Regions from separate parts of the Sus scrofa genome. Here region 1 is linked to region 2. A link is a contact called in public HiChIP or PLAC-seq data. All regions are on one chromosome and are shown on one strand. The core of a region is the stretch at or near the end of the contact, and the rest is flanking DNA. Distances in the headings are between cores, read along the strand shown. Region 1 holds the start of MAST3 (microtubule-associated serine/threonine-protein kinase 3). Region 2 holds the start of LRRC25 (leucine-rich repeat-containing protein 25).

The links. HiChIP or PLAC-seq counts read pairs in DNA pulled down with a chosen protein or histone mark.
Region 1: a contact with region 2 is called in an H3K27ac HiChIP or PLAC-seq map of alveolar macrophages. The contact joins the promoter of MAST3 here to the promoter of LRRC25 in region 2. A contact is called at or near these places in 1 of 47 Hi-C or Micro-C datasets (embryonic fibroblasts) and 1 of 2 datasets of contacts at active chromatin or transcription factors (alveolar macrophages).

What each region holds. Positions count from the first base shown.
Region 1 is chr2:59,697,102-59,702,085 of Sscrofa11.1, forward strand. It overlaps MAST3 (microtubule-associated serine/threonine-protein kinase 3), which reads right to left and starts at 2,267. Exons shown (of 28, transcript XM_021083495.1): 1 at 2,181-2,267. The coding sequence starts at 2,219.
Region 2 is chr2:59,397,804-59,403,244 of Sscrofa11.1, forward strand. It overlaps LRRC25 (leucine-rich repeat-containing protein 25), which reads left to right and starts at 3,409. Exons shown (of 3, transcript XM_021083527.1): 1 at 3,409-3,622; 2 at 4,188-4,996. The coding sequence starts at 4,197.

The DNA of each region.
Region 1 (4,984 bases), core at 1,017-3,516, 300 kb after region 2:
GTGCTTAGTATTTGTAGATGCTCCTTAATGTGAGCAGTTATTTGTACTTCTACTGTTATTTTTAAAATATTTTCACTGTGTCTCTTATGTGGTCCTTTACTCTAGGTGCCTCCCTGGTTTATGGCCCCCTTCTCGGCCCCACCTGCTCCAGAGGAGTCTTCCAAAGCCCTCAGATCTGACATGTCCTCCCCTGCTCCAGCACCTTCCATAGCTCCCAATCACCCTGGGACAAAGTCTGACCTCTTCAAAATCAGCGCTGGAAGCCCTGAAAGCAGGAGGTCCCATCTCACACTCCCAGTTCTACTGCTGCTAAGAAATGGCTTCCCCATAAACACATATGGTTGCATACCTCTGGGCACTTGCACATGCTGTTCCTTCTGCCCAGAATGCCCTCATTCATCTGGATGGAGGCCTGCCAGTGTGGAGTTGGTCTGGAGGGAAAGCCAGATCCTGACTGTCACCTATACTCTGTGACAACTGTGTAGACAGTGGCTATGATTCTGAGCCTCAGTTTCCCCTTTTGTAACATGGGACTCATCATTAAGGAATGGGTGCCTCTTCGCCATGGAACGGCCCCCACTTTCTGACGTCAGCTGCACCCCCATTCGCCTACCCGAAGGCAGTTTCTCTATTTTAAGAGGCTGCAGGCGGGGCTCAAGTCTATCTGGGGCTCCAGGCGGGGCCTGTTTCCCCACAACACCCGACTGCTCACCAGTCCTGCTGCACCTCCTCCTCTAGGCTCAGGCCCCCACTGCTGTCTCTGACACCCAGCCCTCCCTTTCTGCGCCGAATGTCCTGGTTGGTGGTGTGTGTGTGTGTGTGTGTGTGTGTGTGTGTGTGTGTGTGTGTGTCTCTTCCTTGGAGCTCTACCTTCATTCTCCCTGACCTTGAACCCAAACACATGCAGCTGCCCTTTACCTCTGGAGAAGTTTGCAGTCCTACAACCCGGGTTCAAAAGCCACCTTTCCCCTCCCGCATCAGCTTCACCCCTGTCCTTACTAGGTTCTAGCTTTTTTCAGCCTCTTTCATTTCCCCAAACACCTATCCCCTGCCCTGCCACCAGTGGCTGCCTCTTCTGTCCCAATGCTACCCAGCAACCCTTGGTTCATGTGCCTTCTCCAGGGGTGCCTGAGTGTGCCCATCACAGCAGATCCTCTACAGTGCCACTGCTGCTCAGGGGACCATCTCCCCCAACAGGCTGGGGGATCCAGGAAGGGAGTTCCAGAGGGTGAACCCCTCCTCCCCTGCCCTGCCTCTCCAGAGTGAGGGGAGGGGGCATACAGCAGGCACTTAATAAATGTTTGTCGGGTAAATGTTGAATCCCGGATGCCCTCTGCTTGCAAATGGTGGCTTCTTAAGTGTCGTCTAAACCTCAGAAGGAAATGGCTAGAATGTCTAACTTCCCATTGCACAGATGGGAAAACTGAGGCCCAGTGAAGTCAAAGAAGTTGCCGCCCGCGGTCACGTGGGTTCGAATATCAGCCTCTGCTAGCCCTAACGCCTATGTTCTTATCTCCTGGTGGCACTGCCTCCCAAACATAAACCCGAGGTTACAGGTCAGAAAAGGCCCTTATAGTGAATGGGGAAACTGAGGTTCAAGGAAGCAAGAGGGCCTCCCGCCAACGCCGCTCCCTTCCCAAGCCACACAGCCACTTGGCAATGGTTTGTGCGCCAGAGAGCTGATTAAGGGCGCTGGACTGAATCCCTGCTGGGCCACCTAAGGTTTGTGACTTTCCTAGACTTGAGCCTGTTTCCTTAACTGACGAATGGGTGTCTGGATAGCCCCAATCTCCCCAGCTTGTGTTAAGGGTTGAGCTGAGGCAGGGTGCGGTGGCGCTGCGAAGGCAGGAGGCAAGTTTTAATAAACATTAATTAGTCTTAATATATCACTAGTAAAATGATTAATACAACAATGAATATATGGTGAGCGCTCAAATGCTGCTGGTGGAGAGAGCGAAACCCTCAGCCCCTTTCTCCAACGGAGCCTCACTTTCTCCGTATGTCAAATAGGCATACCCTCTTCCCATCATACGAAAAGCACTTTGAGATGCGAGCGGGAGCCTCCAGAGCGCTTCCCGCCCTCTGCCTCAGTTGCCCCTGGCCAGCCAAAGCCCCCACCCCGACACGAAGGCTGGGTTCACTCCGCCAGCGCCCTCCTCCCGCCCGCGCTGGTGCCTCACCTGGAGCCCACGGCGTCGCAGGAGACTTGGCTCGTCCATGGCCCGCTAGTCCGCACTGCTGGCCGGCGCCCGGCCCCGCCTCAGCCTGCCAGGCCCCGCCACCCCGCGCCATTGGTCAAGCCGGTCAGCTGACGAGCTGTGACCCCGCCCCTCCTTGAGAGCTTTTCTCGAAAGGTCCGCCCACTTTGGGCGAGCCTGCCCCGCCCTTCCAGGCCCCTCCCCACCCCTCCAGCCCAGAAGTAAACATTTTTCAATGAATCTTCCCAGATTTTAGAAATCTTTTTACCAGGTAAACACCTGATTTAAAAAAAAAAAAACTCTTTTGCCAATGAGGAAACTGAGGTTCAGAGAAGTTAATCCATGTGCCCTGGGCCCGCAACAAGGGTGAAGAGTGTGGGGCACTCACCTCCATGCAATATTTAAGGGCCCGCAAATAAATCGGTAATCAAGATATATAATATTTTGGAGTTCTCTTGTGGCGGAGCGGGTTAAGGATCTGGCGTTGTCACTGCAGCAGCATGGGTCGCTCAAACTTTGGCAACGGTTCTATCCTTGGCCCCAGGAACTTCCACATGCCCCAGGGGCGGCCAAAAAAAAAAAAAAAAAAGATATATAGTATTTTAATACAACATTTTAAAGAATCAAAACTAATGCAAAAATGCATAATGAGCTAAACATCAACATTTTAAGTAAAGACAGGATCAAGAGTTCCGCTGTGGCGCGACCGGATTAGCTGTGGTGCAACCAGATCAGGAATGTCTCTGTAATGCCAGGACACGTGTTCAATCCCCGCCCTGCACAGTGGGTTATAGGATCCTTGCCTAATCTGGGTAGGTCGCTATTGCAGCTGGGATCTGATCCCTGTCCTGGGGAAGTCCATAAGCCCGACGGCCAAATAAACAAGTTAATTAAATGAGAGGATCAGACTCTGCCCTTGCATGTCTTTGCCTCCCTTGTCTCATCCCTATCCTGGTCCTTGTTCCAATAAATCTTTATTAACAAGAATAGATTGCCACTGTAGTTGTTAGGTTTTTTTTGTTTGTTTGTTTGTTTGTTTGTTTGTTTGTTTGTTTGTTTTGAGGATAACTGCTTTTGCTGAGTGCCAGCTGAGCACCCAGCCAAGTGCCTCATGAAGACCTCTCACAGGTATTTGACCATCATTGTTCAGTCTGACTTGGCAGAAGGGAAAGGGAGGCTGGGAAAAGTCCAAAGTCCCAGGATGGCACTCACATTCTCTCTTTCACTAGGGCCCCACTGTCTCTGCAGCTGCAATTTTCCTCCTTTACCGCCCTGTTCTGACCAGACATTAGAGAATGTTCTTACATTGGAGGGAACCCTAGGTAGGGTCTCTGGCTAATGACCTGTGAGGTACTGTAGGATCCCACCAAGTTATAGTGGCCAGATTGAGGACATCAAAATCAAGACTTCAAGACAAAACTTGTTTATCTCATCCATGAAATTGACTTGTAATTCACCTACCATAAAATTCACCATTTTAGGGAGTTTCGGGAGGCGCAGTGGAAACAAAACCGACTAGGAACCATGAGGTTGTAGGTTCGATCCCTGGCCTTGGTCAGTGGATTAAGGATCTGGTGTTGCTCTGGCTGTGGTGTAGGCCGGCAGCTACAGCTCTGGTTAGACCCCTAGCCTGGGAACCTCCTTATGCCATGGTTGTGGCCCTAAGAGACCAAAAAAAAAAAATCACCTTTTTAAAGTACACAGTTCTGTGGTTTTTAATGTTCACAGCCCTCTTGTGCAATCATCTAAATTTAGAACACTTTCATCAGCCCCTAAAGAAAACCTATACTGTGACTTGCTTTCGTGGCTGAGCAGTTAACTAACCCTACTAGTATCTATGAGAATGTGGGTTCGATCCCTAGCCTTGCTCAGTGGGTTAAAGATCTGGCATTGCTGTGGCTGTGGTGTAGGCCAGCAGCTGCAGCTCCAGTTCGACCCTTAGCCAGGGAATGTCCATATGCTACAGGTGTGGCCCTAAAAAAACAAAAACAAAGCAAAACAAAACAAACAAAGAACCCTATACTGGTGAGCAGCCACTCCTCCATTCTGTCCCTCCCCTAGTCCCTGGTAACCAGCAATCTGATTTCTCTCTCTATGAATTCGCCAGTGCTGGACATTTCACATAAATGGACTCATGCAAACCTGTGGCCTTTTGTGTCTGGCTTTTTTCACTCATCATGATGTTTTCAAGATTTGTTTACATTGCAGCAAATGCCGCTACTTCATTTTTTTTTATGGCTAAATAGTATTTCAATGCCTGGATAGACATGTTTTGTCTATTGTCTGTTTTGTGATCCATTAACAGACATTTGAGTTTTCCACTTTTTGGCTGTTGCGAATAGTGCTTCTGCGAACATTCATGTGCAAGTTTTTGTGTGGATATATACTTCCAGTTCTCTTGGGTATATACCTAGCAGTGGAATTTCTGAGTTTTTTTGTTTTGTTTTGTTTGTCTTTTTGCCTTTTCTAGGGCTGCACCAGCAGTATATAGAGTTCCCAGGCTAGGGGTTTAATCGGAGCTGTAGCTGACGGTCTATACCAACAGCCACAGCAAAGCCAGATCCAAGCTGTGTCTGTGATCTACACCACAGCTCATGGCAATGCCAGATCCTTAACCCACTGAGTGAGTCCAGGGATTGAACCCACAACCTCATGGTTCCTAGTCAGCTTGTTAACTACTGAGCCACAAAGGGAACTCCTGGAATTCCTGAGTTTTTAATATTTTCAGAAACTACCAGACTATTTTCCAAAGCAGCCACTGTTATGGGTTGAATTGTGTTCTCCCA
Region 2 (5,441 bases), core at 2,159-4,658:
AATGCTGGATCCCCAACCCACTGAGCAAGGCCAGGGATCAAACCCACACCCTCATGGATACTAGTCAGGTTCATTACCAGTGAGCCACAGCAGGAACTCCTACAGTTTTAGCCATTTTAAAGTGCACAATTCAGTGATTATTATTTTTTTTTTTTTAAAGGCTGAACTTGCAGCATATGGAAAGTCCCAGGTTAAGGGTCGAATTTGAGCTACAGCTGCCGGCCTACGCCACAGCCACAGCAACACGGGATCTGAGCTGAGTCTGTGACCTACACCACAGCTCACTGAGCAACGCTGGATCCCCGACTCACTTCACTGATGGAGGCCAGGGATTGAACCTGCCTCCTCATGGATACTAGTAGGATTAGTTTCCACTGCACCGCAATGGGAACTCCAATGATTTTCAGTGTTGCACAACCATCACCTCTGTGTAGTTCCAGAACATTTCCCTCACCCAAAAGGAGATCCTGTCCCCATCAGCAGTCCCTCCCCCTCTCCATCTCCTCAGCCCCTGGCAACCATGAATTTATTATCTGTCTCTGGGTATTTACCTGTTCTGATCATTTCATATCAATAGAATTACCCACTATGTAGTCTTCTGTTGTTTCGTTTTTGTTTTTCTCTTTTTATGGCCATATCTGTGATATGCGGAAGTTCCCAGGCTAGGGGTTGAATCAGAGCTGCAGTGGAGGCCACAGCCACAGTCACAGTAACACCAGATCCAAGCCCCATCTGCGACCTATGCTGCAGCTTTCGGCAAGCCAGATCCTTCACCCAGAATTGAACATGCATCCTCACCTGCCACATATGGAAGTTCCCAGGCTAGGGGCTGAATTGGAGCTACAGCTGTTGGCCACAGCCACAGCAACATGGGATCCGAGCCATGTCTATGACTTATGCCACAGCTCATGGCAACACCAGATCCTTAACCCACTGAGTGAGGCCAGGGATCGAACCTGCGTCCTCATGGATCCTAGTGGGGATCGTTAACTGCTGAGCCACGAGGGGAACTCCCTCACTCAGCTTAATGTTTTTGAGGTTCATCCACAATGTAGCATGTTTCAGAGCCTCAATCCTTTTTATGGCTAATATTCACTGTATGGATGGACCATATTTAGTTTTTCCATTCATCAGTCCCTGCCCCTGTCATTTTGTAAACATGCCGATATTCGAGAGAGTCCCAGGAGTGGGATGCTAGATCAGTCAACAGGCATGTGCATCAATAATTTCCATCACAGGATGCCTTCTATTAGGCTGCACACAGATGCTCCTCCAGCAATGTGTGGGGTTGCCTGTTTCCCCACAGCATGGCCAGCACAGGGTGTCATCACACTTTTGAATTTTTGCCAATCTGATAGGTGGAATCAAACAGTATCTCAGAGTTTTTGTGCTTTGCCATTTTCTTTTTCTTTCTTTTTTTTTTTTTTTTTTGTCTTTTTGCTATTTCTTGGGCCGCTCCCACGGCATATGGAGGTTCCCAGGCTAGGGGTCCAATCGGAGCTGTAGTCTCTGGCCTACACCAGAGCCACAGCAACGCGAGATCCGAGCTGCGTCTGCAACCTACACCACAGCTCACGGCAACACCGGATCCTTAACCCACTGAGCAAGCGCAGGGACCGAACCCGCAACCTCATGGTTCCTAGTCGGATTCGTTAACCACTGCGCCACGACGGGAACTCCTGCCATTTTCTTACTGGGGGTGAGATAAGTTTCTTTGGGTTGTTGAAGGACAATTTGCAGCCCTTTCCCAAAGTCTCGGTTCAAAAACCTTTGACCATTCCTCTGAGCTTTGAGATGGAAAGGGGCAGAGACTGAAGAGAGGGGAAAGCGTAGGAGAGTAGACTCCAGCCTCTCAGAGTCCAAGAGAAGGCTTATACCCTTTGCCCCATTTTGCAGATGTGGAAACTGAGGTACAGAGCAGTTAAGTTCAACAAGCCAGGGGCTAAAAAGGATTTGAAGCCGCTCTGCCTGAAGCCAGGACCCGGTGAGGTGGAGACCCTCTCTCAGCCCACCCCAATCCATTACCTCCTCACTCTCTCTTTTGCCGCTATCCCTTAGGTCCTACTCAGGCCCCCTCTCTGGCCTCCTTGCAAGGTTCTGCACCTCCAGACCCCAGGCTCACTCCAGTAGAATCTTTTGACTCAGTGCTCACAAGCTGCTCTGGCCCTGGGAATACAGCCCCATTCCTGAGCATGGCTTTGGTGGCTTGTGCTGCCTGTCCCCCTGCTCATGTCACCAGTTCCTCCATTTAGCCGCTCCACTCCTAACTATACTGTCACAGCCGGCCATGCTTTCTCTTCTCTCTGGAATCTTCAATGCATTCGTTTCTGCTGCCACTGCTATTTATATTCCAAGCTCCAGACTCAATGTCCCCTCACACAGGGTGCCCTCCTCATATCTCCCTGCAGCCTGGAAGCATGAATATATGTTAGGAGAGCTCTGACTTGCGGGGGATGCTAGGAGCTTGGGGAGTCAAAGGCAGGTTTTAGGAATCCTTGGCAAACTCCCATTCATGTGCTGAAGCCCCAGTTCTTCTTCTTCTTCTTCTTCTTTTTTTTTTTTTTTTTTTTTTTGTCTTTTTTTGTCTTTTCTAGGGCCGCACCCGGGCATACGGAGGTTTCCAGGCTAGGGGTCTAATTGGAGCTGCAGCTGCTGGCCTATACCATAGCCACAGCAATGCAGGATCCGAGCTGCGTCTGCAACCTACACCACAGCTCATGGCAACGCCAGATCCCCAACCCACTGGGCAAGGCCAGGGATCGAACCTGCAACCTCATGGTTCCTAGTCAGATTCGTTAACCACTGAGCAACGACGGGAACTCCTGAAGCCCCAATTCTAATGCCTCCTCTAGGAAGTCTTCCAGCACCCTGTCCCTCCTTCTGGCCCTGACCTGACTCCACCAGCCTGGGGGTGTCTTTGTCCAGTTCTGTCTTCTCCCAAGACTGGATATTCCTGGAACAAATGGCCAGGGCTGAAGCCTCTTAGGGACTTAGCATGGATGATGTTTGTGGGGTTTTTGGTTGTCTTTTTTTTTTTTTAATGGCAGGAATAGAGCATCTGAGCCGCTTCTGTGCCCTACACCACAGCTACGGCAATGCCTGGATCCTTAACCCACTGAGCAAGGCCAGAGACGGAACATGGGTCCTCATGGATGCTAGTAAATTTGTTACTGCTGAGCCATGACAGGAACTCCTGAGTGATGTTTGTTGAATGAATATATGAATGCAACTCATTGTGAAGTAAGTTGATGGGGTAGAAGTTAGTTGGGGCGTTAATGGGGGCCATGTAGTCACTGAGGGCCAGCAAGAGGGAAGTAGGCTGCCCCTCCCCCTCTCGTGAGAATTCTGGTCCTAGAGGCCTGGGGAGGGGGAACGGGGAGGAGGCCTATGGGGCTCGGTGTCTTCTTCATTTTTCTTCTCTGCACTCCACCCGGGCACCAGTTCCTCTTCCCCCTGAGTTGCTGGTTGCAGAGCTTGAGGAACGCCAGAGACCCTAGCGGATCCAGATCCCCGAAGGGTCCGTCGCTCTGGCCCCTGTGTCCAGGTGAGCCACGACGCAGCCCCTCCGCGCCAGAGACTTCCAGCCCGGTCGAGGCAAAGCCGTGCCAGTGGAACTAGAAAGGTAGGACGGAGGCACTAGAACTTGGAACTGCTCAGGAGCGGCAAGCCAAAGCCGGGGGGCCCTTTCAGGCCCCGCTCATGACTCCCTCCCAGCCGCCTGTCGTTCAGGAAGAAAGGCAGAGGGGCGGGGCCGTTTCCAGGGCAACCAATCTTTTTTTTTTTTTTTTTCCCCTGCTTTGCAGGGCTGCACCTGCGCCAGCAACCACTCTTTTTGCATATAGTCCTGTCTGGCCAACAAGGGCTCCCGGAGTGTTGGGGGGCGGGGAGGAAATTGGGCAACTTAGCCCAAAGTGGCTTATCTCAGAGAAGGGGAAGGGGCTGACTGGGCCAGGTCTCCTCCTTGCCTTCTGAGCCCTTGAGGCACCCAGGTTATGTACCCGTTCCCCGGAAGGGGAGACTGAGGCTGGGGGCCAGAGCCAACCAAAGGGGCGTCCAGCGAAGGGCTATGTTTTAACACTTCAGAAGTGGCCTGAGCTGTATATATATATATATATATATATACACACACATAACAGGTGGCGACCACAGGCTGAGGTTAGGCTTTGGATTCTGGTCTCTCTGCCTAGGTTGCTTAAATGGGGGGCTCCCTGGTGTGGGTGCTGTTGTTGCCGCCGCCGCCGTTGCTGCTGCTGCTGCTGCACAATCCAGGCACCCAGGGAACGTCGTGCGTGTCCTCCGGGAACGTGGACTGGACCAGAGAGTTCACGGACACATGCCTGAACTTCAGTGGCCAAAACTTGAGCTGGCTGCCTCAGAACCAGTCTCTGCAGGCCAGAAGTGTGACCATCCTTGACTTGTCTGGAAACCGCCTTCGCAAGCTCCCATCAGTCTTCTTCAGCCACCTGGGAGAGCTGAAGTTCCTGGACGTGACAAACAACCCACTGGAACACGTGGATGGGGCACTGGCCAGACGTTGTCAGCTCACCCTGAAGGCTGATTGCAACTGTGTCCTATTTTCCTGGCACAAGATTCGGCAGGACAACTGTTCTGGCCAGCCGCCTCTGCAGTGCCTAGATAAGACCACTGGTGCCTGGCACAACTTCTCTGCCTTGGAGGAAGGCTGTCCCCCTGGCCTCTCTGCAGGAGCCGTAGGAGCACTGGCAGTTGGTGGAAGCCTGTTTCTCTTGCTTGCCATTGCTGGCCCAGTGTTGGCTTGGAGATTCTGTAGACGTCGGATGGACAGCGGCCGGGGCCTGAGCAAAACGTGGGCTGCTCAGGATGGTTCCAGGTCTGGCTCAGGTCGGCAGCCGAGGTACAGTAGTCGGGCCCTCAACCTTAAGCCCCCAGCAGCTACCCTGACCAGATCTTCCACGTCGGACTATGAGAACATGATCGTGGGCCAGCCAGCTGCCGGGCACCAGTGGGCTGAACACAGGTGAGTAATCCACCCACATCTGCCTGCAAGACTCTGGAGCCAGATGGCCAGGGTTCAATTCCCAGCTCTGCCTCTTACAGGCTATGTGATCTTGGGCAAGTAGTTTGACCTTTCTGGGCCTCGGTTTCTTTATCTGCAAAATGAGGATAATAACAGCCCTCCACCTCATGGAGTTGGGATAAGAATTAAGTGAGTTCCTCTATATGTAAGAAGCCTCCCCCTTCATGACCTGCAAACCCACTTTTCTGACTGCCAAGGACGGCAAGTGTTCAAGGCAGAGTATGGGCTCTGTGGTAGCCGTTAGCAGCCTGGGCTCCAATCTCCCATGACCCAGGGTTGTCTCTGAACCTCAGTTTCTGTCTCCGTAAAATGGGACAGCATCTCCATCTCTCTTTGACATAAAGGAGATGCTAAGAAAGCCACCTGCCTCTCTCTACCGCCACAA